Regions from separate parts of the Mus musculus genome. Here all the other regions are linked to region 4. The links are chromatin contacts, called in public ChIA-PET maps. All regions are on one chromosome and are shown on one strand. Each heading gives the region's core, a stretch centred on a gene start, on an enhancer-like site or on the middle of the called end of the contact. The rest is flanking DNA. Distances are from core to core; before and after follow the strand shown.

Region 1 (6,425 bases), core at 2,916-5,415, 420 kb before region 4:
TTTAGCTTTATATAAATTATATATACATAATTAATACATTATGTACTTTAATATACCTTATCTTAATATATCACATATTAATTTATTATTACATAATATATTATAATACATTCTAATATATTGTGCTAATATTATATATTATAAGATATTTTATATTATAACTATATACTATGATATATTATAATATACATAATATATTATTTGTTATATTTAATAAAATATATAAGAGAGTAAGTATATATTTGTATATTATTAGTATATATAAGAAAATATATGTATAATATATAATGTATAATATATAACAGAGAATTAAATATATATAATTAATATATGTTAAGTCTAATACACACAGTAGGAGTTTAATGTATTGAATTAAGGCTCATTTGATCCTCCCAAACCTCTATGATTAAGGAGACAGAAACATTCACCATTAGTCTCATTTAATAGGTGTCTAAAAATTTATGAGAGTATGCTAAGCTGTTCAAGGTCTCACAGCTAGCTTCTAGTCACAAACAAATTAAACTAAAACTAAAGGCCAGCCCTCCTCTCTGCTTCCTTCTCACCCCTCCCCCCTTGCTCTCTCACAGCCCCTCCTTTGCCAGGCAGACATGCCTCTGTGTGTGTGTGTGTGTGTGCGCGCGTGTGTGTGTCTGTGTCTGTGTGTGTGTGTGTCTGTGTGTGTGTCTGTGTGTCTGTGTGTCTGTGTGTGTTTCACTACCCCCTTTGAATTCTGCACAGTCATCTCGTTCACCACAGAGAAAAGCCCCCTCTTACTCATGGCTCTATTTTCTGAAGCTTCAGTTACTTGTGGTCAACCACCATCTGGAAGTATTACATAGAAAATTCTAGAATTAAACACGGCATCAGCTTTAAGCTGTGCACTGTTCTGAACATCATGAAATCTTGTACCACCACTGAACATTACTCTGCCCTGAACGTCACCCCTCCTTTGTCCACTATATGTGCAGTTGCTCTGGTCATTAGTCATTGGTCTATTAATAACTACTTATTTTCAGATAAACGTTTTATAATGCTATCCATGTTTTAGAAACCTTTTATTTTACTTTATGCATCTGGTGGCCCCACTGCATAGAGTGGTGATCCTGGCAAGTGTATTAGTAAATAGCCTGATAGTTTAAGTTGATTATTATTGACATTATCTCTTAGTGTACATAGTCTCTTGTGACTTCAACTTTACAACTGAGTCTGTATAGGAAAGTAATCTGTATAGGACTCTCATTCAGACACCCACTGCTAAAGGGGGCACCATTTATTGTATTCTCCCCACCGTTTGCACACAGGATTCTAACAAAAAGACTTTCCAAAAACACTTACAAGTCTTTTAGTGGAAAGTTGTGATGGTAATGTTGGCTGTCAAGCTGACTACATCTGGAATCCCTTGAGGGATTTTCTTAAACAGATCATTTCAAGTAGGATGACCCACCCCTAAATCTGAGCCATACCTTCTTGTGGCAGCCCACAACAAAGGTCCTAAAAGAAGATTGCACCTCCCCCCCCCCTTTTTTTTCCTGCTTGCTCTCACTCTTGCTGGTAAGTTCTTTTATCCTGATGCAGTGGTTGGTGGCAGACTCAGCTTCCTCGGATTTCAATATAAACTGAAGACGGGCAGCTCTTCAGGAATCCTCCAGGTCCCCAGTTGGACAGAAATGTAGCAGATTCTCAGCCTTGCTGTCTGCCATGAGACAACATTGGTTCAGCACTCAGGCCCCTCCTGTGAGCCAGTCTAATAAATCCCCTTTAATACAAATATTCTGTCATGTCTGTTTCTTAAGAGAACCCTGGCTAATACAGGACTTATTTCTAAAGACTGCAGAAATTCCTTTGGGAATACCTCCCAAGTCAAAGCCTGATGTCACCAAACAAGAATCTGTGTTTTATACATACCCTGTCACCGAGAGGCACTGAGACCGAGTTAAGAACAAAATGAGCTTCTTCAGGTTCCATGTCCCCACTCTTAGACATCTCTGCTAATGTCACCAGCATTGACCACGGGGAACCTCCCCCATCTCAAGTCTCTGGGACTTCTGAAAGATTCTCCCCACCCCTACCCTGGGCAGCCACCGATTTCTATTCATTCTTCTGACCCTCTGGGTCTCTCTCCTGTCTCTCCCCATGCCTGTCCCCATTCCCTTCCCCCTCTGGTTTCCCACCCATTTCCCTCACTCACTCTGCTTCCGGTGACTATTTTGTTTCACCTCCTAAGTGTGATTCAAGCATCCTTCCTTGGGCCTTCCTTGTTTAACTTCTTTGGGGCTGTGGATGTATCATGGGTATTTTGTGCTTAATGGCTAATATCCACTTATCAGTGAGTACATACCATTCATGTCCTTTTGGCTCTGGGTTACCTCACTTGGGATATTTTCTAGTTCTATCCATCTGCCTGCAAAATTCATGATGTCTGTGTTTTTAATAGCTAAATAGTATTTTTTCTATATCCATTCTTTAGTTTAGGGACATTTGGGTTGTTTCCAGTTTCTGTCTATTAAGAAGAAATCTGCTATGAACATAGTGAAGCACGTGTCCTTGTAGGGTTGTAGAGCATCTTTTGGATGTATTATGCCTAGGAGCAATATAGCTGGGTCTTCAGGTAAAACTATTTCCAATTTTCTGAGAAATCAACAAATTGATTTCCAGAATGGTTATATAGATTTGCACTCCCACCAGCAGTGGAGGAGTGTTCCCCTTGCTCCAGTCCTTGCCAGCATGTGCTGTCGCTTGAGTTTTTTATCTTAGCCCTTCTGGTTTGTGTAAAGTGGGAATCTCGGGATTGTTTTGATTTGCATTTCTCTCATAACTAAGGATGTTGAGGCATTTCTTTAAGTGCTTTTTTGGTCATTTGAGTTTCCTGTGTTGAGAATTCTCTGTTTAGCTCTGTACCCCGTTTTTAACTGGGTTATTTGGTTTGCTGGAGTCTAACTTCTTGAGTTCTTTATAGATTTTGCATATTAGCCCTCAGAACCCTTAGTAGAGGGATAAAGACACTAACCTACCCACAAAACTTTTGGCCCAAAATTTGTCCTGTCTAAAGAAATGCAGGAACAAAGATGGAGCAGAGACTGAAAGAATGACCAACCAATAATCAACCCAACTTGAAACCCAGCCCATTGGCAAGAACCAATCCCTAACATTATTAATGGTACTCTGTTATGGTTGTAGAAAGGAGCCTAGTATAACTGTCCTGTGAGAGGCTCCACCCAGCAGCTGACTAAAACAGATGCAGATATCTACAGCCAAGCATTGGAAAGAGGTAGGGGACTTTTTTGGAAGAGTTGATGAAAGATTGAAGAGGATGGAATCCCCACAGGAGGGCCAACAAAGTCAACTAACCTGGACCTCTGGGAGCTCTCAGAGACTGAACCACCAACCAAAGAACATATACTGGCAAGACCAAGGGGTGGGGGGGGGTGTCAGCCATTTTTTGAAATGGTGACCTCAGACAAAGGCACACAGGCCTTCTTATAGGGAACCAGGGGAACACTCCAAAAGGATTAGGTAATCTAAATTTTCATTGCTGGGTGCTAGGGAGTCCCAGGTGGTCAGCAGTCTGCATTCCTGTGTCATGAATGTTTAACCATAGGATAAGATAGGGCTGCCCAGCCCAGACAGCCCATTCTGAGATAAGATATTTCCCCATTTTTGTGATTGTCCCCAGGCTGTTCTTTGGGAGGTGGTTTTATGTCCTTGTTTCTGGATTTTATGGTCTGTTCCTGGAGCTGGTGCCTTATGGCTTTCTTTTCAAAATCAGGCCTGGCCCTTAAATGGACACAAGTGGGGTTTATGTTGTCCTTTCAAAATAGAAAAGGTAAAAAAGAAAGGAAAAAAATTCTCAGTGCAATTACAGTGAAGAGTCTCATTTTCTCTGAAACCATAAAATACAAACCATGTTGCTTTGCACACCTTGTTTGGTTTTATAAATCTGGACAAGAAAAACAATTCTCTACTCAACTCTCATTAAAGTAACCTTTGTTATTTGTTTGCCAGAGAGAGAGAGAGAGAGAGAGAGAGAGAGAGAGAGAGAGAGAGAGAGAGAGAGAGAGAGAGAGAGAGAGAAAGAGAAAGAAAAGAAAAGAGAAGAAAAAAAAAAAAAACCCATGAGCTGCAAGCCATATATGGAGAAGTCCGGTGTAAGTTTCGTGACGTCATGTTCTGCTCTCAGGCTCCTCAAGCTGAAGTAGGCTGTGCTTTGTAAAGCTGGTCATAAAAAAAAAACCCAGCATGCTGAAGATGGAGCTCAGAGGCAGAGCACTTGTCTAGCATAAACAACCCTGGGTTAATCCGAGCTCCAACAGGGAAACAGTCTGCAGACTGAGAGAACCGAGCATTCTATCAGAACCCCGCAGCTCTGGATTCTAGGTCCAGCAGCAACCAGAGAGACCATGCAGGTCATCCTTGCTGTGATAGTCTGGATGGCTTCGTCTGTGTCTAGTTCTTCATTTACAGCAAGCACTTTGCCAGATATAACAAACGAGGACTTCATTAAAGAATGTGTTCAAGTTCACAACCAGCTTCGGTCAAAAGTGAGTCCACCAGCCCGGAATATGCTGTACATGGTGAGTTCACTAGCAAGGGCTTGTCGCCCATGTCAATCAGAAGCAGCTTGCCTGCATTAATTTGGGTGTGACTTCTGGGTAACCCTGAGTGGTTTTCTTATTTGCTTTCTTTTTTTTCCTTGTAATGAATGTGTGCAGTAAACTCAGCTTGCAATCAGAGTCGACCGTTACCTTCCCCGACTGTCTTGAGCAATACCACTGGCATGATTCAGTTCTTTCTGCACACTTCCTTTCCGCAGCCATGAGCAACAGACTTCTTTGTTGTCATGGTTTTTCCTGTTAATATTTGTGAGGTTTCTTTTTTGTGTCTTAAGGGTTCTTTTTTTTTTCATTATATATGCTGTGTAAAATAATGGTCTTTCATTATGATAATTCAGTGTGCTTAGGCTACACTCATTCCGTTGGCCTCTTGGCCCTCTTCCTCTGATCGCTTTCCCCTGCTACGTTTCTGTGGTCTTCGGTTGTTTTCCTCTACACTTCACATATAAGAGGTCATGATGCTTTTCCGCCTGCGTCTGCTTTATGCTACTTAGTGTGATGATCTCCAATCCCATCTGTTTCCCTGCAAATGTCATAATTTTGTTCTTGGCGACTCAACAATACCATTCAGTTTGTCTATATAGACATATCTGTACACAAGCTATTTTCCTTACTCTTTCATCTTTTGGGGAACCACTGGGTGTAATCCATAGCTTGGAGGTTGTGAGTAGTGCCACAAAAAAAAAAAAAAAAAAAAAAAAAACATGGATATGCAAATACTCAAGACGTGCTGACTTCCATCCCTGTAGAGACAAGCCCAAACATGCCGTAGCTGAATCACACGCTAGTCTTATGTTTATAGTTTGTGGTGATACTGATTTCCATAGTGGCTGAGCTAATTTACAGACCTATCAGCAGCATGTAAGGCTTTTTCTCCACCCACATACCAGGGGACTTACCAGTCAGATTTCCCTAATGGCTAAGGATGTTGAGCTATGCTTCTCTGAAGGACCGTGTTCAACCCATCTGTTGGTTGTTGGATTTCTCACCTTTTAGGGTTTAATGCTTTTAGCTCTTCATACATTTTAGGTATTAATCTGCTGATGCATGAGTAGCTGCTATATATTTTCTATTTTCTTCCTTTTTATTTTTGGTTTTTTCGAGACAGGGTTTCTCTGTATAGCCCTGGCTGTCCTGGAACTCACTCTGTAGACCAGGCTGGCCTCGAACTCAGAAATCTGCCTGCCTCTGCCTCCCGAGTGCTGGGATTAAAGGCGTGTACTACCACTGCCCGGCCTTTTTTTTTTTCTTTTTTTTACTTTCCTTCTTTCTTTGCTTCTTTCTATTTTTCTGACTCTGACCCCTTCACGATGACACGTGTGTCTAAAGGTATGTATCATCATCATGACCACTTTTTCTTCCATTCTTTGGGCTATGCCCTCAGGTAATGTTAATTTTCACTGTGCCCATGGTTTCTAATCAGTGCAGTCTCACTTGCCAGTACTTACATATTTCCTGAACCATTGAAGCCCTGTTCAGAAAATTGCCTATGCTTCATACATTGAAATGTTAGCCAAAGTAATTGGGCAAAACAGAAAAAAAAATAAAAGCCACAAATTTAAAAAAAAAAAAAAGATGTAAAATTGAGACATTTGGTTGTGGCAGTTTCAGGTCTCATATTTAGGTTTGTAACACACTCTGATTTGTTTCTTCTACACTGTATGAACCTGGTTTTGTGCTTCTTTGTGCATACATATTCAGTTTCTCCAGCACCACTGGTCTAGTATCCTCTTGCATTATCTCCTTGTCTGTTTCGATGCCAATACGTTTCTGTCGCTTTTGACCAGCCCTCTGGTTTTGAAGTCCAGATTGATA
Region 2 (6,804 bases), core at 3,405-5,904, 280 kb after region 4:
CCGTCACACATAAGTGCTTTGTTCTACACCTTCTGGCCTACCGAGATTTTTTGTCCTTGGAAATTTTTAAGAAAATTATTACCCCATGAAGTTTGGTATGAGCACCATGTGGCTAATTTATTCACCAAATATGCCCTGAGCATACTCTTACCGTAAAGTCACTTCGCAACTGGAACACCAGGTGCCAACCTTTCAAAGACAAACTCAGTTTACCGAAGTCTGACTACTGCAAGGCTGAAGAATATTCGAAGCAATAAAATAGAAAATGAAGCAAAATAACTTGTCAGCCAATTAAAAATGAACAGAGAAGTCGTACAGTGATTTAATGTAGATTCATTCATCTATGAATTGAGATCATCTTCCCTATTTCAACAAAATTGAAATAATGCATCATATGGCATAAACTTTTAAGGCACTGCTATATGTAACATAAGATCTGGGTTCTGTATGAAGATACTGTGGGGCATGATACACGTTTGTACATATGTGTGTGTATGTATGTGTGTGTGGTATTCAACTGCAAATGCACATATGGAGGGGGGAGGGAGCTGACTTTGGCTGTACTTCCTCTATTGCTCTCCAGTTACTTTGAAAGAGTGAGGTCTCACTGAACCTGGAGCAATCAGTTGGCTAGTCTGGCTGGCAGGCACGCTCCAGAGATCTGCCTGTCACCACCCTGACCGCCATGCCCAGCGGCAGGGTCAGAGGCATGCTCCGAAGCCTGGCTTCTGGGTAGATATTGGAGATTCAGACCCAGGATCCTCATGCCTCTGCAGCAGACCCCTTTCCCAGAGCTACCCCAGGCCACTACAATTTACAAACATTATTCGTCAGAAGGCTTTCAAATATAAAGATGTTTTTGTTTTACTTTTCCTAAATCCAGTCAGAAGTCATCAACCTACCTATTAACTTTGTAGAAAGTGCACAAGAGCATATCAGACTCACTGTCCAGCCTAGTATTTGCACAGTTAAGAATTTATTTATTGAATGAATAACCTAGGAGCATGGACATGGGTTGAGATAACACTGTTACTTAACAAGCACATTTAAACACTGGTGTAAACAAAACATTCTTTTGGGTGTTACAGTTACTAAAAGGAGAAGACCCTGTCCTTATTTATGACTACACACACAATAAAGTGACAGGGAAGCACTTGTGATCTACACTAGAGATAACTGTCAAATTATTTGTTGCTACTGAAATCTGGCAAGCACTGAAACAAAGAACAACTAGCAACTGTACAGAATCCTTACAAGACTTAGGAGCCAGGAGAAAACGAAAGGAACGAATTCCCCATCTTTTCTGGCATTAACTTCTAATTATAAAAGGTGAATTCACAATGAATAGTCCTATTTTTGAACAGGTATTCAAAGGTGCAGATTTTGGAATTATTTACTGTTTACGTGCATGCATGTGCATGTGCAGTGCCACAGTGTACGTGTGGAGCTTTGTGGAATTGGTTCTTTCTTTCCAATTCAGGTTGCCTGGCTTGGGTGGCAAATGGTCCTACTTGCTGAACCATCTCCCCAGCCCCCAACCAACCGTTTTCAATAACTAGAAATAAACCAAATGACAACCACAAGGACAATTAACTTACATGCTTCTTACAAAGAAAAATTGACTTTTATTTACTGCTTTACATAAGAGATAACATTTTATACTCATGTTCACAAACAATGTAAGATGGCATGTGAAGACCTCGTTCAAGTGGGGAGGTTACACGACTCTATGACATACAGAAAGTTCAAGGAAACAAAGTGGGAAAAGGTACAGAAGAGGGAGCTATAGAGGCAAGCTCCCTTAGACAGACTAGCGCAGACCAGAGACAAGGAGACAGATTTAGCCAGTTTTTGTTCCATAGAGCTGATACCTGTTGTCTGAATGGTCTGGTGGACTCAATGGACTTAAGGACTGGGTTGACTTCAGTCAGCCAGAAGCCTGTTTTAATATTTAGCTTGAGCTGAATACATTTTTTTCCTAACGTTTAGTGTTTGTCTGCGAACATGTGTGTACAACAAAGGACATGTCTCAGGACTTCACCCTCTCCTTCCACCCTGGGTGATGACCGCAGGCAGTCAGTCAGGTTTGCCATTAAATGCCTTTGCCCACTGAGCCATTTCTCTGGCCCCAGACTGAAAGTTCGAGCAACAGAAAACTGAGTGTTAAAATTCGTCTTCTGATTCTTGGTCAGCAGTTTTCTGAGGTTGCCTCTTGATGTTGATTATTAAATCAATGGTTAATATTTTCATCAAACACTGAAGAACTGAAGTTAGTAATTGGTACTTACCAGCTACTGACTCGAACCCTGATTGACCACTTACCATGGGTTGACTGGCTTGCAGTGCATGGAGAGACCGCATGTATATGTGTGGGAAACTGTCCTTTCCCTTCTTAGGCTTATAAAGGATTTTAGGGATGCCTAGAAGAGCATCAGCTATTAACATACTGATGACAGTTTCATCTGATTGTCGGCATTGTTTGGCATAGCTGAGAAGGTAGTAACTCATCAAAATCTCAAAACTTCCACCCACTGGCAGCACACAGCCTGCTGGCACAGTGGATGAACAATAACCCTGACAAGTACAGGTATCTAGTGACTTGCGCATCACTGGCAGCGTGTAACCCTTTCCGGCATTATCTGAGACCTGTAAGTGTTCGAAAGAAATTTCTGTTCCAGTGTCTTCTGCTGTAGGATTTCCAGTGGAATGATTCTCAATTGACAGGTCACAGTTATCAATTATCCCGCTTCTTTCTGGAGGCAAGCACTTCAGCATTTCATCTGTTTGGGATGGAGCTATTGGTGTCTTCTTGTGTGCTGACCACGGCTTACCTGCTCTCAATTCTGTATCTGAAGCCCCCAAACCTGAATATACTTCTAAATGTGTTTGAGTTTCCAATTTATTTTTGCTCTTTGCTACTATGTCCTGATACTTATCAGTTTCTGGTGAGTGATTACGCTCTCTGCTATTGTCATAAGCAAGAGGACTTGGGTTACATTGCTGTTTGGTTTGTATGATGTAATTTAGATCAAGGTCAGTAAATAGCTGCCGAAGCATCTTAAATGCTCCGTGAAAAGCTCTCTCATGCTGTTCAACAAGACCCAGAACCGGTCCACAGAGGACCATAGAGTGAGGTATAAATGCACATGTGCTAATCAAGCCGAGATGAACATACCTCTTGGATCTAAGGATGAGGGGCTTGCAAAACTTCACCAAAGTACTATCAGAAATTTCACACTGTGAAGCAACCTCTGGTAGGACACAAGGAGAAAGACCAGTGATCCTCTGGACAAGGGAAACTTCTTCGGCTGATAAACACTCCACCACTGATATGCTATTAAGTCTTGCACAGTAAATAACCAGGTCTGGTTGCTTCACACTGGTCAGGAGCAGTTTTACATTCTGACCACGCAAGTGGTTCATTACTGTTTTTGTCCTGTCCGTGATCCAGCACTGAGATGCCTGAAACTGTGTTTCTGAATTGAGAACAAACTCCGAGCCAGCCGATGAAAACTGAGGCTGGAGGATTTCTGTTACTATCACCATCCTAATGTCACCATCTGCTGGGCAGTACATAGAAAAGTCCCTGGGAAGCACAAGGCCATCTATGATTCTAGAATCTGAAACAGGAAGGCCTGTCACGCCAACATTCAACTCTGCAAAACAGTGATCCAACAACTCAAATACTTCAACCCCACTTTCACAAGCCATACACTTGAAAACGTAGTCACACATCAACTGTGAAATGAATCTGTGATTGTTTCTTCCCACTCTTCCACAAAAGTATGCTTCCAGGAGCAACTCTAGCGAGTGCCTGCACAGTTTTCTTCCTTCAGTGGATGAAGAAAAGACAGACAGGTAGTGCCTGCTTAAACTCCGGTCTACAATACAACCTAGGGTTTGTGTCTGAAACGTTTGCAGAGCCTGGGAAATAGATTTCCACTGACAACAGTTTTTCCAATGCCTTTCATGGCTCTGAATATTTTCAGAAGTGAATGAATCTTTTCCTTTTTCTCCGATTGCATGAAGTCCTCTGAGTAAATGGCAAAGAAAAATAATAAATGTCTTAGCACCATCTCCTGTCTTTTTAAGGTGACTGGAAACACACGCCACTATCATCCTGTATAGGAAGGGAAAAAAATAACTCAGATTTTCTGGGTTAAATCCACATTTTCATAGCTATAAGGCACACAGATTGTCCTTTTGACATATAGGCTTTGCTTTACTTTTCCTTTAACTACTTCATTCAGGGATGGGGAAAGAGTAAGAAGTGTTCTGTGCACGTGATGAGGTTTGGGGCTCGGGACTAGTAGTTTGGGCAGCTCTCTGATGTCTACACTGGTTTTATCCAGGTCCACGGCCTCAGGATGGGATGGGAGATTGAGGGAGATGCGCGCCTAGTGGAGGGCAGGAGAAGTGAGGTACCTGGCTAAGGGATGCTCTAAGTGCAGCGCCTCCAGGAGGCAGCCTCCATCCCTGCTAAGCAGCACCTCGCCGGTGGGCTTCGTACACAACACTTGGCCGCCCTCGGGCCCCACGCAGCGGTTCGCGATGCTCTCCAGCACCTCGGCCACCCGCAAAGCCGCCGTCACCGACCCCTGGGACGCCATGGGTAAGGAACCACGGGTAACGCTTCCGTTAGGTCAGGCCCGCAGAAGGGCGGAAACGGAAGAGGCGGGGAAAACGGCGGAAGAGCAGTAGCTTTGGCATCGATTGGCGGAAGAGCTCTATGCCCCTCGGTGGGGTGGAGCCCCGCCAGCGGTGGGCGGAGACTCGAGTGGTCCTGGGACGTCCTTACTTTCCTGGTTCACGTCCCGCGGGCCTCCCTGGCCACTGCAACCGCTAGGTCTCTGCAGGGAAGGGCTCGGGCTCGGGGGCGTGATTACCGCCCCATCTCGAGCTTACTTCTCTAGTGCCCCTGCCGTGTAGTTTGCTCTCCTTGCCTTCAAGCAAACGGTTTTAGAATGCAGGGCAGGCGGAGAGAGCTTGGGCATAGCCATTTCTAGGCTCGTGGCTTCCGCTGGGGTGTGCTACCTTGTGTGTGTTCAGGTATGGACGAAACCCCACCTAGTTAAACCACTTGAGCAGAAGTAGATGTTTGCCTTTTATTCACATCGATGATCAATTGTATTTGTCATTTGTACTGTATACCATCCCAAAGCAGAAATGTTTCACCCAGTAAAACACAAAGGCTTTAGGGAGCGCACGAGCGCTGGATTCATAGCTAAAGGGCTTCTTTCAGCCAGAGACCATCTGTCTCTGCTTTCCTCATTTAAAACAAACAAGTTGGTAAAACAAAACAAAACAAACAAAACCAAAAAAACCTTTAAAGTTCCGAGGTGGATAAGTTAGTTTTTGTACTGTTTCTAACTCGAAGTACAGCCAAGTATTTGTCATTTACTCACAAAATTCTCATGGTGGATCATTACCCAGGCTGTCATACCCACAAGAAATGAATGCAGAACAAAGCTGTCAATGTTAGCAGGAAAGTGATCTTGTAGATAGATATTCAATGACGTTTAACACTGACAGCAGTGTCCTTACCCCACACGGGCAAGAGGATTCTGAGGGACAAGTTAGAATGAGGTGAAAGGAAGACAAAATCATGAGTAAAGCCTTCCTGAGGTTTCCTCAATAACTCAGTAGTAAACGACCGGGAGGAGAACAGCATTTCAGTGTCTAATGATACTGCTTCAGTGTTTTTTCTTGGTTGCATTCATCACTGGACATTATCTTTAGACTGAAATAGTGGGATATTTCAAACATTTAAACAGTACAATCAAGTGCACTGTGTAGTCGTGATTCAGGAGGCTTTTACCTGAGAAAGACAGACCGCCTTTATTCTTACTGTGTAGTTTTTGGGGTCATTTAGATATGCTGAGCCTCATCTTTAATGTATAAAATATGTATAAACTCCACTTATTTTAAAAGAATATAAAGTATCAAGTAAAACATATATTAGAGATTGTCAAAATTCCTGTCAAGCCTGTACCCATCTTTTTCACACACACAATAAAAAATAAGAGGATTAATTTAGTACATTATGCATTAATACATTATATCAAGAGTCACTGGATCACAGATTGCTCTTTTAAAAAAGTTTATTTAGAATACCTACTTGTAGAAGTTAACATAATTTTACAGATCATTAGAAAAATTCTTTTCTCTCTGCAAACATGACAGGTTAGGAATAATAGATTAGAAATGTATACATTACAAAACCGCCTGTGACTATCTATACATTTACTATGCACCTTAAGAGAATTCTACAGTGTGCTGTATTTACACTGCAGGTGAGAACACACTTACATCCTATCATACAAAACTGACCAATGCTAGTGCTTGACTTTATAAACCCATTAACTGAAGTACTTAAAATTAAATCTATATTTAACATGCCAAAAGTGGAAATAAATTCAACTGAGGTTCTGTGGCTCATCATTCAAATGGTTCATGACATTTTTTCAAATAAAGATTATCAATATTAGCCGGGTGTGGTGGCACACACCTTTAATCCCAGCACTCGGGAGGCAGAGGCAGGCGGATTTCTGAGTTCAAGGCCAGCCTGGTCTACAGAATGAGTTCCAGGACAGCCAGGGCTACACAGAGAAACCCTGTCTCGAAAAAAACAAAAAACAAAACAAAACAAAAAAAAAAGAACATCAATATTATGATATTAAAATAATTTTATGATAAATAAAGAGGCTGATTTTTCGAAATACTTCATAAAGTATAGTCACATTCATTTTTGTCAAGGTTTTCCTGTGGCTCTCACTAAATATGTTAATCTTATTAATAAGACAC
Region 3 (6,192 bases), core at 1,784-4,283, 480 kb after region 4:
CTTCTAGAAGCTTCTGAGAACATCCTAGGGCCCCAGAAGGTCGTTTTGAGCCTTGGACATTGGACAGTAAAAAACAACACCTGGTGAGAACTTGCAACTGATTAAGAAAGTCAGGGAAAGGTAGACTCTGAACTGGGGTCCATCTTGCATGACGGTCATGCGGTTGTTGGAACGTGCAGAATAGCCAAGGCAAGAGATGTAGAAATGTTTCCCTGTGAAATGGAGGGAGATCACTTTCCGCGCCTTGGCTTCATGTGGTGATAACTGAAAACAGATGACAGACAATCCCCACAGAACCTTCCGAAAGGTGTTCAGTATGCACACAGGAAGGAGATGCAACCCACACAGTCAGCTTTAAACTTTTCACTGCCTCTCATGAGGCCTCCACAGAACTCTTCACTCCCACTCCCACTCATAGGAAGGTGGCACTCGCCCAACATGGTGGCAAAAGTCTTGAGCCCCAGCATTCCAGAGACAGGTAAGCAGATAGATCGCTATGAAATGGAGGCCAGCCTGGTCTACCGATAGAGTTCCAGGTCAGCCAGGGCTATACAGAGAAATAAAGAGAAAGAAAGAAAGGAAGAAAGAAAGAAAGAAAGAAAGAAAGAAAGAAAGAAAGAAAGAGAGGGAGAAAGAAAGAGAGGGAGAAAGAAAGAGAGGGAGAAAGAAAGAGAGGGAGAAAGAAAGAGAGGGAGAAAGAAAGAGAGGGAGAAAGAGAGGGAGAAAGAAAGAGAGGGAGAAAGAAAGAGAGGGAGAAAGAAAGAGAGGGAGAAAGAGAGGGAGAAAGAAAGAGAGGGAGAAAGAAAGAGAGGGAGAAAGAAAAGGAAGGGAGGGAGGAAGGAAGGAAGGAAGAAAGGAAGAAAGAGAGAGAAAAAGAAAGAAGAGAAAAGGAAAGAAAAAGTAAAAAATAAAAAAGAAATAAAGGCAGAATTGGTGTTAAGAAAGTATAGAGAGGCAACACTAACATCACAGCCAGCAGCCAGGGCGGAGGAAGAAGAAAGAGAAGAATGGACGGTCCAAACTGCTACTTTTCCTCCCCTTCAAGAAACATTTTTGTTTGTTTGTCTTTAAAGTTTTATTTTATGTATATGAGTACACTGTAGCTGTCTTCAGACACACCAGAAGAGGGCATCGGATCCCACTACAGGTGGTTGTGAGCCACCATGTGGTTGCTGGGAATTGAACTCAGGACCTCTGGAAAAGCAGTCAATGCTCTTAACCACTGAGCCATCTCTCCAGCTGCTCGAGAAATGTTTTGTACCAGAATCCATCCAACTCTAAGGATCAACTGTTTAGTGTCTTCTTGTTCTGCAGCTTGAGGAAAACTCTATTTCTTGAGTGTGTGTGTGTGTGTGTGTGTGTGTGTGTGTCTGTCTGTCTGTCTGTCTGTCTGCATGTGTGTTTCACAGCCCTCCTGGAGTACAGTAATTGCTCTGACCACATATTAATAACTTCTCTTTACATAAATCTCCAAACGCATATAAAAGGACTAAAACTGAAGCTATTAAATGATCTGAATGAATTCTGCATGCAACTTTGCTTTGTATTACTATATAAATAAGATAACTATAAAAATAAGAAAATAGAGTTAATTACTCCTAAAAGAATGTTCTAGACTCCTTCACATTGTGCAGCCATAATGGGGACCATTTTCTTCTGTCACAGCTTTCTCCCATGATGCTTTTGCCTTGTCACGGACTTAAAAACAACAGACCAAGCTGAGCATGGACTGAACTCTCAAACCCGAGGCTCCCACCAGAGGCTCCTCGTTTGCTCTCTATTGCTGTGATAAATATCACGGCCAAGAGTAACCTGGGAGAGGAAAGGGTTAACCCAAGTTATAATCCACCAGGAAGGGAAATCCAGGCAGGACTCAGAGGTAATGGAGGAACGCAGTTTAGAAACTTGCTCCTGGTTGCTGAGCTTATTTATTTATTTTTATTCATCCCAGAACTATCAACCCAGGAGTGGTCTGGACTATTCCACATGGATCATTGGTGAAGAGAATGCTCCCCCACAGACTTGCTCACCGGCCAATCAGATGGAGGCATTTTTCTCTCTTCCCAGATTGCCCTAGCTGTGTCAAGCTAACGCAATACTGACCAGCACAGACTTCTTGCTCATGTTCAGGAAGCTAACGGAGCACTTCTCTTAGCTAAGTCAGCTGCTTATTCTCTGCGGTTGCTGCCTCACGGTCGGACGGACGGACGTGAAGTCTGATGACTCACGCCATGCCGCTTGACAATAGCCAATCCTGGGTGCTCTGTGACCGTGACACCCCCAGCTTTGGCACTACTCACTCGCTACTCTGAATTTGAGTCTTTCCATTTCTGACACCTACAAGCCTCCCCTTTCTTACATGGATTTGAGTATGAGGAGCGGAGGGGGCCAGTCTACATCCGGTCAGTTCATGGATCAAAACAAAAGCACGACTATAAAGGATCAGAGAATCAATATTATCTATATTATCCCTCAGCTTGCGGCTACTACACCTGGGTGGGGCTGGGGGCGGGGCAGCAACCTGAGAGACGGGGGGGCGGGGGGGGGGCGGGGGGGGGCACGTTCTGAATGAAGCAAGCTTTTGATTCCGCTGCCAGAATCCTGTCTGCTTCACCTGCAAAGATGAAACAGAATTTAGAAACTTGATTGTCTGTCTTGAAGACCAGAAAGTCTGACGCTCATAAGATTGAAGGCATAGGTGATTTAAGAAACATCCACAGCAGTGACTGGTCCAAGTTCTTTGAAAAGTGTCTCGGAGGCGTTCGCTTTCCTTTCAAGATTCGGAATGCGCAAGAAGCTGCTGATTGGTGGCTTGGTTTTACGCTTAGTCTTGGATAAAGAAACACTGTTGGAAAACAAACTTGGTAACAAGAACCACACATGGAAACTACCGCATCAATGCAGGATTAATCGGCTCCAAACACGCACAGATTCCCCTCTGCTAAAGCAGGAAATACTCTGGGTCCCACCAGCTGCATCCTCCTCGCTGGAGGCCAAAGATGCCAGAGATATTTAAGCCTAAGTGCTTTCGGTTCTGTCCTGGCCAGAGGCCACGGGTGCCAGGAAATAGAAGCAGTTTTGCCTTATCTCCCTTGGCCTAAAGGAACCCTTTTCCCAGAAACCAAATATGATGTCAGGGCTGAGACCAGGAATGGGAGCGGGCTTGATCGGCTCACCCCAGCTCCAGGCCTCCATCCAGTGAGGTCTCATTGGGAGACTCACTGGAATCCCACTTTCTGGGAACCCAGTGGCATGGGGACCCTGACTTTTTCCTTTTTGAGTTTTCTGCAATAGAACCGTTCTTACTAAAACTCACCCTCTGTGAGTCATGGAATTCATTCTTCCAGTTCGTGAGAAGAGAACCTGAAAGCCACTGGCTCCAACCGCTGTGGTTTTCTGAGTTATCTGAGACCCTAGTTCCCCAAGGTGAGCTCACAGAGCAGAAGAGAGGCCCTGCTCACAGACACCTCAAACTTTACATATTGTTAGAATCTGATAAGTCAAAAATTACTTAAACTGCAACTCAAGATGGACATTGGTCAACATGGATGTAAATAATTCCAGCGTTAGGGTTAATTTAATGGCTGTGGCTGGCCTCCTTCAGATTCAAACTCATCATGGCTGCTTGGGAATGCTTAAGACAACCCACAGTTCCTTTAGGAGACTGTAGTACAAGCCATAGCTGCTAAGGCAACTCATACAAAAGAGAGCATGCTGTTGCTTTAAACAAATTCCTAGTTTTGACATAAGAAATGCAGTTCTTGGCCAGGCGGCTCAAATTCTACATAGGGAAGAAGAGTTCAGCAAGCTAACAGACAAAACGAGTGAGGGCATAGTAGCTACTGGGCAAAGATTACTATTCAAGGACAGATTACAGACTGGGCAAAGCCGGAACACGCGAGCATCAGGATTGCAACTTCTTACCTGTTTAGCCCAACCCGGAACCTTGTGCGCTTCCTGTGTGAGCATTTGGAAACCAAGTGTCAGGTGTTTGCAAGTGGGATTCCAGAAAACTGATTGTGCTTCATAGCTTGGCCAACACTGTTTTTTCCATTAATAAAGTTTGGGAGAGCAAAAGAGAAGGAGAGGAAAAGGGGGAGGAGAAGGAGGAGGAGGAAGGAGAGCAGGTGGGAGGCAAAGGAGGAGGAGAGGGAGGAGGGGAGGAGTGAGAAGAATAGGAGGAGAAAGAGGAGAAAAAAGGGGGGAAGGGGAAGAGGAAGGAGAGAAAGAGAAAGGAGGGGGAGAGAAAAAGGAAGGAGGGGAGAAGGGAAAGAGGGAGAAGGTTGTTCTATGTAATTTGTGTAGTTCTGCATTACCCCTCTCCTTCAGGGGTTCTCTTTCTATAAGCAACTTGCCTATTTTTTTTTTTAATGTATCCCTTAGCGAGACCCAGCAGTGTTAGATTAAATGTTGCTTGCTGTTCTCTGTGTTGGTAACTTCCATTTCCAATAAATTCTCTCCCCCTCCTGCCTCTGTATTTCTGGTACTGGCTTTATTCTGTGGTAGAAATCGTGTTGGGGGCAGAGTGCAAACCCTTCCTTTGGTACATGAAAGGGCCGGCCATTTTCTACTCACTCTGAAGGGGAGCTGCATTCAAGCACGCATGCCCGGGCCTAAAATGTCAGTGCTTTGCCATGCAGATTTGTGCACACACGAAAAGGAATTCAGTTCACCTCAGGGTTGTAATTTAAATAATCGAACCACTTTTTTTTGCAGTTCATTGACTATAGTCCCCCCAAAGCCCTGTGAAGATGTTACACCCTATTTTAAGACATAATATAAGATATCTTAAAATAAAATCACACTTACAAACCACTTTGTAAGAATTGCACAATCAAAGCTTAAGGTATGCTGAAGTCACAGCTTTCTGAAAATCACTAATAATTCCCTTTTATCCTATGCAAAATGATAGTGATACCAGGATTTGTGAAACATGTATTCATGACACATGTACTTCTATATTGTGATGCTTATCTTGAGGTGTCTGGAAATATACAAAAATTGGACTATAAATTGGAGTGCTCTACCTTAGATCAATATTATGGCCATCTATCTATCCAGATATAAATAATACACGTCAAGTGTTTATTTGGGGGGGCCATAGGCCAGACATTTAAAAACTGCAGTTACATGACCAGTATATATAGAAGAATCTTGCTGGAATAAATACAATTACAGGGAAAGTCAGATAGTTCCCCATCCTGGCCAGCAGGTGGCACTAGAGCAGCTTCGATGTCAAACCAAACAAAGGGAGGAAATAAATGCCAATCAAATCCCAACTGCCTTTTGTTGAAAACCAGGCAACTCAACTGCTTGTTTATATTTGAATATGTCTTATTTGCCTTCCTAAGTCGATTGTTGCTTGAACTGATGGACACTTTAGGCTCAGCTAAACACTGATCGGAACCTTCCTGTGCTTTGGATTCCTTCCTAAGAACGAATATAAAAATAATTTGTACTTTATCGATGCCTACAGGCATGGAAATGCATCAGTACTGAACACAGTCAACAAATGTCAGTCATTTTAACTCTACACAATGACCACCAGGTGCACATAGCAGGAAATGAAGGGATGTGGATGCAGAAATGAATGGGATGCTTACGGACCTGGTTGGTGTTTATAATTCAGAGGTTACTATGTATCAAAACACCCACAAAACAGACAGATACAAAAACAACCCTTTACAGTGGCAATATGACTTTTTTTGTTTTTTTCTTAAATAGGTTCTCATGTTGCCCAGAACAGCCTCAAGCTCGCTTATTATGCTAAGGCTGCCGTCTTGATCATCCTGCCCGGCCTCCCAAGTGTGGGGACTGTAGCCATGCAGGCAGGCAGCTCTGGCAGTGCAGTGATTCTTAATAAGTATATAACCTCAAAAGATGGTTGAAATGGCAACCTGTTTCATTATCTTCTTTTTGCTAAGAAATGTCAGCCTCAGTGGTTTCAACCCTATTCATACACAGATACAAAAGACTTTCACAGCCCTTCTCTGGCTCTCTTGCTCTCTTCCCCTCTTACCCCTCTGTTTCTTCTCTCTCCACCCCTCCACCCCCACACATGCTCATGGCTGGCCTCTACTCCTCTGCTCTGTGTGTGTGTGTGTGTGTGTGTGTGTGTGTGCCTCTCTTTCTCTGCCTTTCTCTGTCTCTACTACCCCCTCAACTCCCCTCCCCATGCCCTAAATAAACTCT
Region 4 (6,294 bases), core at 497-2,996:
CTACCTAAAGAGCAAAGTGCCTGTCTGGTAGGAATTCAGTTAACACTGGCCGGGATCTCAGAAGAGAGATTTCAGAGATAGAGGCTGGTGGAGATAGATGAGGTCATCCAGGGAAGGCCGATAGAACTCGCATAGTATTTAGATATGAAAGCAAAGACTGGAGGGAAACTCAATGTTGGCCCTTTTGCTCCTCTTTAAGAAAGACCTGCGTTTGATCCCCACCACCTACATGGCAGCTCCTGGTGGTCTGTGATTCCAGCCCCAGGGAGCCCAGCACTGGCTTCTGGCTTCTGAGAGCATTAGGCATTACCATGCATCCATTCAAACACCCGTACACATAAAATAATAAAATATTTAAAAAAAATAAATTTAAGGATTAAAAAAAAGTGACGTTCCAACCAAAAAGAAAGATGGAACACCAGAAAAGACCAACTTTTGAAAGCTGGAGATTGTCCCAAAGAAGCAGGAGCCCTGAAAAGGTGTTAGAGTGGCAGAGGGCTCACCTCTTGCCTCCTGCCTCCTAGCTCTGGGCTTCATCACCATCTCGAACCAGGAAGATAGGAAGTGAGATTAAGACTTCAACAACAGCCTTGGCATTTAGCTGGGGGGGGGTGGGTTGACTTTAGGAAACAAAACACTATCTGAGGAGTGATAGAAACTGAAGCCAGAAGTGGGTTAGGAGTGGGGAAGGGGGGTGAATGTAGAGAAGTTTTCAGAAGCTAAACCTTTGAAAGGAACAGGAGAGACGAAAGCAAAACACTGGCCTGAAAGAACTTTGGGAGTCGGTATGTGTTATTTGGCTGGTTGGTTTGTTTTTACAGTTGACAGAGCCTTGAACATGTTTATATACTGAGCTGAAAACAGTCAGAGAGAAGCTAAGGACACTGGGAAAAGGCTGAAAACAGGAGAGCATTCACTGAGGAGGCAACCAAGGAGGGGCTGTTGAATTACCTTAGGAGGGAGAAGACACAGTGTTGCTAGGAGACCAGCAGGTAGAAGGGGTTTGGGGGGAGGGGGTGATGGTTACAGACACTAATAGCTTTAAAGACAAGAGTGCAGATTGACACAGGACTCCTCCCCCAAATCCTGATTCTCTGATAGGATTCAGAGAAGCTGGCCATACTGAGATGGGGGATATTTACCGGCAGAGAAGTTTACTAGCAGTCTTAGTCAATCACAATGCATGAATCTGATTCAACCCAAAAAGCCAAAAGGCAATCAGGGGAGTAGGTAAGCTGATGGTAATGGGAGATGATTATCAACTTTTTGCTCATATAATGCTATCGTGGTTGACTTTGAAGAATCATCATCATTCAGGTGGCATATAACCTTTATAGATAAAAATAATATAATATACTGGGTCCATTTACAATAATTGGTGTGAAGCAGAAACTGTAGATGAAACAAGATTGGACATAAACTAAGGGTTAGACAGGAAGTTTATGAATCTATTCCCTGTGGTTTTGTGTGTATTGGAATTTTTCCATACTAGAGTAAATAAAATTAAACTAAAAATTAAAAAATTAAATCCCCCCCCCTCCAAAAAAAAAAAAAAAAAGGTGATGGTAGAAAACGAAAAAGCCTTATATTGAAAAACACATAAAGCTAGGTAGAACTGAAAGTCTAGCAAACATCAAAGACATTAAAGTTGCAGTGACAAAGTCGAATGACCTTTTATCTAGCAGCACTCGGAGAGAAGCTTTGATGTGGCAGTGTAAAAGTCACACTGGAGGAAACAGGAGACTCTGGAAGGATATGACAGAGGAGGTGAAAGGGCTCAGGGTGTTAACTGGAGAAAAACTGAACCTGTAGATCATGTCCCTGCCTACACAAGACAGAAAAGTCGGGGTCAGGGGAACCACGGAAGTTGATGATAGACATGGGGAAAAGGAAATGAAGTCTCAGAGGAAATACATGACCAAAAAAGTAAGAACAAGAAATCTGTAAGGAGCCAGACGATGGTGGTGCACGCCTTTAATCCCAGCATTTGGGAGGCAGAGGCAGGCGGATTTCTGAGTTCAAGGCCAGCCTGGTCTACAGAGTGAGTTCCAGGACAGCCAGGGCTACACAGAGAAACCCTGTCTCAGAAAAAAACTAAAAACAAAAAAAACAAAAAAACCCACATCCGTGAGGATGAGAAGCTGGGGTTGGCAAGCCCTTCTCTGGAGCCGAAGACTTCAATTCTACATGATGGCAAGGTCAGGTAGAGCCGTCGGTTGCCAGAGTTGCCTGCTGGTAATCGTTACCCAAGACATCAAAAGGAATCAAGAAAGGCATGGAGGTTGAATACATGATGGCTCAGCAGTTAGGAGTGTGCATTGCTCTTCCAGAGGAGCTTGGTTCAATTCCCAGCTCACATGTCAGGTGGCTGAGCTGCCTGTAACTACAGCTACTGGGGATGCAATACCTCTAGACTCCATGAGTACCCACAAACATCTCACACACACACACACACACACACATGTGCACATGAACACACACAGGCAGGCACACACTCACGCACATTGGCTGCTCAGAAGTCTCTAGAGCAAAACTGAATTTTGGAGCATGGAGTGGGATCCTCTAGCTGGGACAGATATCGTTGTTGTTGTTGTTCTTTGTTGTTTTGTTTATTTGACAAATCGTCCACCATTAAGCAAACGGTATACCCTATCTACCTACATGAGTTTTTCAACTTAAAAAGTTATCGGGGACAAAAATTTAAGTTGAAGAAACAAATTTAGAAAGGCCGGAAAGGGAACCCTAAAAAACAAAGAAAACAGACTAACTTACAACACGAGTAAACATTTAATTAACGATCATCTCCGATATCAAGAGAGTTTATCACTGGAAAGGGCTTTAAGCCTTAGTAAACCTCCCAGACCTTAGCATAACTGACTCCATGATAGAAGTACTATTCAGGCCCTAAAACTCAGCATGTAGACACCACCTCCTGCCAAAAATGAAAATAAAGACCCAGTCCACCAAAGTCTATAGTTCTGGGAATGTCTCTAAATGAACTAACCTTGCTTTTTTTGTTTCTGTAGTTCCATTTTTATCTAACTGTTCTTATTACTGAAATATGTCAACCCAGGAAATGATGGATTTTGTGCTTAAAATCTCACCCCAAGAAGGCTCACTGCTACCCTGAGATCTGGAATACCCCGTGTAGACACAGACCAACTAAAACTTTCTATTGGCTCAAACTGAAGTCTGAGCAATCTTCTCTGGCGAATACCTCACACCCTTTACATTGCCTAATTTTTCTTGTCACCATCCTAGAGCTCTGAGATTCCCATTTACATATGGAATAGTGAAGGGAATTTCCCCTCTGCCATTCAAGGATTGGCTGGAATACACTGGCAAAGACCAATTAGCTAGAGAGAAGACACACATGTAATACAATTAACCCCTGGCCCAATAGGACGTAGAAACTCCAAAATGATACCTCTGTTCTATTGGGGAAGAACAGAAACTGTGGACACTTTTTCAATGAACAGTAAATGATTTTGGGGGACGTTAGGGGGTTTGTAGGAACGTGTTGAAATGAGACTGGGCCTGCCTACTAGCAGGGAAGTATAAATCTCTTTGGCATATTGAGCAAGACTAAAAATAGAAGAGGACTGTGTGTGTCAGAGTCTATGCAGGTGTGTTGACAGACGGCCTCTCTTCCAGTGATTTGTGTTAATGGAAGCTCAGGGAGGGTCTAGTGGGAATAGCTTTCTTCCTTAGGGGGGTGGGACTTGGAGAAGAGATAGCTTCGGCGACACCTGCTGCTGAATTCTTTCGCTCAAATTAATGGGCAGACAAGGGCGTCCAGGTCAAGGTGCTGGTCTCTTGATCCGTGGTAGGTCAGGTAGCAGCTAAGAAGCTAACATAGAGACCATATTGCTGATAAGAAAAGTAGCCAGGGCTGGTTGACACTGGGTCACCTTCATCTAACTTTGGCTCAATAACGCTTTACTACACCCTGTAAGGGAAACCAGATTGTGTGAACCAGCCCCACCCTGACACGCCTGGAAGCTGTAGGTACAGCCACACTGGCAGAGGCTCTGAGACATGAGGAGTTAGAAATGGGTGGGTGGGTGGGTGGGTATCTCCATTATTAGTCACACAACGTCGATGTTCAGAGGGGAGAGGAAGCTGGGATATGAGAGGCCTCTGTTACAGAAATTCCTCCCAGGGATCTGTTAGGCCAAGGTTTATCAAAGACCTGGAATAAAAGGGAAGGCGTCCAGAGTCAAAGTCCTTGAGTAACAATTTCCTTGTGAATGAGAGGCTGGTATGTAAATAAGGGCTTTGCATAAGCCAGACATTCTTTCAAGTCCAGTTTATCTACAGGGTGAGTCATTTCCTCTCTAAAGCAAGAATTAAACCCATAATCATTACACAGCACATACCTTCCTCCCCAGCCTGCCTAAAGATAGCCAGCAAGCGAGGCTCTGCCTCTGACAGGACAGCCTTGCCCTTTCTCAGCGGGAGAACGGCATGGAGATCCACAGGCAGGTCAAGAGCTAGAGATTGGAAGGAAGTTTCAGGTACGGTTGGTGTGAGCTATAGCAAGAACCTCAGGGCAGGTTTGTATCTTCCTACGGAACCTGAACCGCACTGCTGGAGAAACAAGAACTAGAAACCTTTGGAGAAAGGTGATTTCCAGAGACCAGGAAATGGAAGAAACAACAAGCCAAAGGCTCGTCTACAGAGGAGGGCTTCGCCCAGGGACTTGACCTTTCAGACTCAACAATACAGTACTATTTGGGGATCAGTGTGCCAGTACACACACACACACACACACACACACACACACACGCTCGTGCCTCCAGTTCTTCCTCCCAATATCTTTTGGACATTTTGCCAGGACCCCACACCCACTCACAAGGCTTGATTGACTTTTCAGGAGCTAAAGATTCAATGTGTAGAGTGACATGGGGGAGGGGAAAAGTAAGCAAGCAGAAACGGAAGCCTTCGCTTTCCCCTGGGAGCCTCCACAGTCCCGCTGCATCCACCCTTCCACACTATAGATGACCTTATGTCCAAGGGATGGGCGTTTGCATCACCAAGGTTTAAGGGAGTGAAACCAGGTTTGCCACTTGCAGCAAGGAGGGAGAGCACTGGGCTTGATTCCCCTCTGACACATTCCCTCATCCCATGTATTCAGACAGGACCTCGTTATGTCACTGAGGCTGTACTTGAACTCAAGATCCTAAAGAGTCAGCCTCCCCAAAACTGCAAATACCACTGTGTGCCACTATATCCAGCTTGCAGTTTCTTGAACAATGAACGAAGGAGCTTCCACTGGGGAAATACATACACGCTAATAGATAGAAGGATCCATCATTGTTAGCATCAGAACCATCCACAGACAGACAGAAGCTGTTTACATCCTAGGTGACAAGACCCTCCCGTGACTGTTGCCATGGCAACCATCGCATACCCCCTGTGTACGCATTACCTGTATCACCTGTGTGACCTAGGTCAAGGCCTTGATAAAAGACACGAACCCTGACCCATAGCTTGCTCTCACCCGCCCTCACTTATTTCCTTCCTCTTTCAATAAATACCTCCCCTGTGAGAACTGGGCGGGCTTAGTGTGATCTGTCCAGGAATACACCGCTTTTCATCTAAGAGTTATCACATTTGAAGTGAGCACATTCCTGAGCAAAACCAATTTAGGGTACTAATCATACATATAGCCACCTCTACGTTGCCCTCCCAAAAGCCCCATACAAACAGCCCCTGTACAGAGATTTCAGCACAGGGAGCCTAGGTGTCTTCTCTAGGTCAGCTAAGAGGACTGCGGGAGAGGTGACTTGAAACTGGCGGTCTCTTGTTAAGTTTGTCCAAAGAGCCTTTACTCAAATAAAAAGAAAACGTTAGTGCTGGAGATAGACCACAGTTGATAGTTTTTCCCTCATATGCTCAAGAGTGTGGTTTGAACAACAAAACTGCATAAAATCAGCAGTGCTGGCCCGGGCCTGTCATCTACAGCACTCAGCAGATAGAAACCGGAGGGTCAAAAGTTCAAGGACATCCCCAACTACCCAAGGAGTCTGAAGCCAACGTGGGCTGCAAGAGATCTTGCCTGTCAAAGGGGAAGGGGGAGAAACAACCAGGATAGAGGGAAGGCGGGATGAGGAAGCACAGGAAGAATGCACTGCCAGTCTTTTATAGGGCTGACAGCTTTTCTTCATTTGCATATAGAGCTCTGGCCTTAAGGGTTCCTTCCCTTGCCTCCAGCTTCCTGCTAGGTCTTGCTCAGCATTGCTTGCTATGCAGGAAGCTTACAGAAACAAGCAAAGGCAGTGCTTTATCCAT

The links. ChIA-PET counts read pairs in DNA pulled down with a chosen protein or histone mark.
Region 1: an RNA polymerase II ChIA-PET map of memory CD8 T cells shows a contact between it and region 4, with 24 read pairs. The contact joins the promoter of Glipr1 here to the enhancer-like site in region 4. A contact is called at or near these places in 5 of 115 datasets of contacts at active chromatin or transcription factors (CD8 T cells, effector CD8 T cells, extraembryonic endoderm stem cells and 2 more).
Region 2: a contact with region 4 is called in an RNA polymerase II ChIA-PET map of memory CD8 T cells, with 5 read pairs. The contact joins the promoter of Bbs10 here to the enhancer-like site in region 4. A contact is called at or near these places in 3 of 484 Hi-C or Micro-C datasets (cortical neurons, dorsal root ganglion neurons and liver) and 5 of 115 datasets of contacts at active chromatin or transcription factors (effector CD8 T cells, embryonic stem cells, memory CD8 T cells and 1 more).
Region 3: an RNA polymerase II ChIA-PET map of memory CD8 T cells shows a contact between it and region 4, with 8 read pairs. The contact joins two enhancer-like sites. A contact is called at or near these places in 2 of 115 datasets of contacts at active chromatin or transcription factors (embryonic stem cells and memory CD8 T cells).

The regions. Positions count from the first base shown.
Region 1 is chr10:111,995,004-112,001,428 of GRCm38.p6, reverse strand. It overlaps Glipr1 (GLI pathogenesis-related 1 (glioma)), which reads left to right and starts at 4,165. Exons shown (of 6, transcript NM_028608.3): 1 at 4,165-4,571. The coding sequence starts at 4,398.
Region 2 is chr10:111,296,529-111,303,332 of GRCm38.p6, reverse strand. Bbs10 (Bardet-Biedl syndrome 10 (human)) reads right to left here and starts at 4,654. Exons shown (of 2, transcript NM_027914.1): 1 at 4,426-4,654; 2 at 1,597-4,120. The coding sequence starts at 4,610. The coding sequence ends at 2,164. It overlaps Osbpl8 (oxysterol binding protein-like 8), which reads right to left. Exons shown (of 24, transcript NM_175489.3): 24 at 6,086-6,804.
Region 3 is chr10:111,099,277-111,105,468 of GRCm38.p6, reverse strand. No RefSeq gene overlaps it. Among named protein-coding and RNA genes, the nearest start is that of Gm29916, 19 kb to the right of the region's middle. Within about 2 kb of position 3,033, at least 141 of the 459 cell types and tissues checked have an H3K27ac peak or open chromatin away from gene starts, as enhancers often do. A contact at or near this core is called in memory CD8 T cells, where this site is marked.
Region 4 is chr10:111,574,188-111,580,481 of GRCm38.p6, reverse strand. No RefSeq gene overlaps it. Among named protein-coding and RNA genes, the nearest start is that of Gm30193, 3.6 kb to the right of the region's middle. Within about 2 kb of position 1,746, at least 60 of the 459 cell types and tissues checked have an H3K27ac peak or open chromatin away from gene starts, as enhancers often do. A contact at or near this core is called in CD8 T cells, effector CD8 T cells, liver and 1 more, where this site is marked.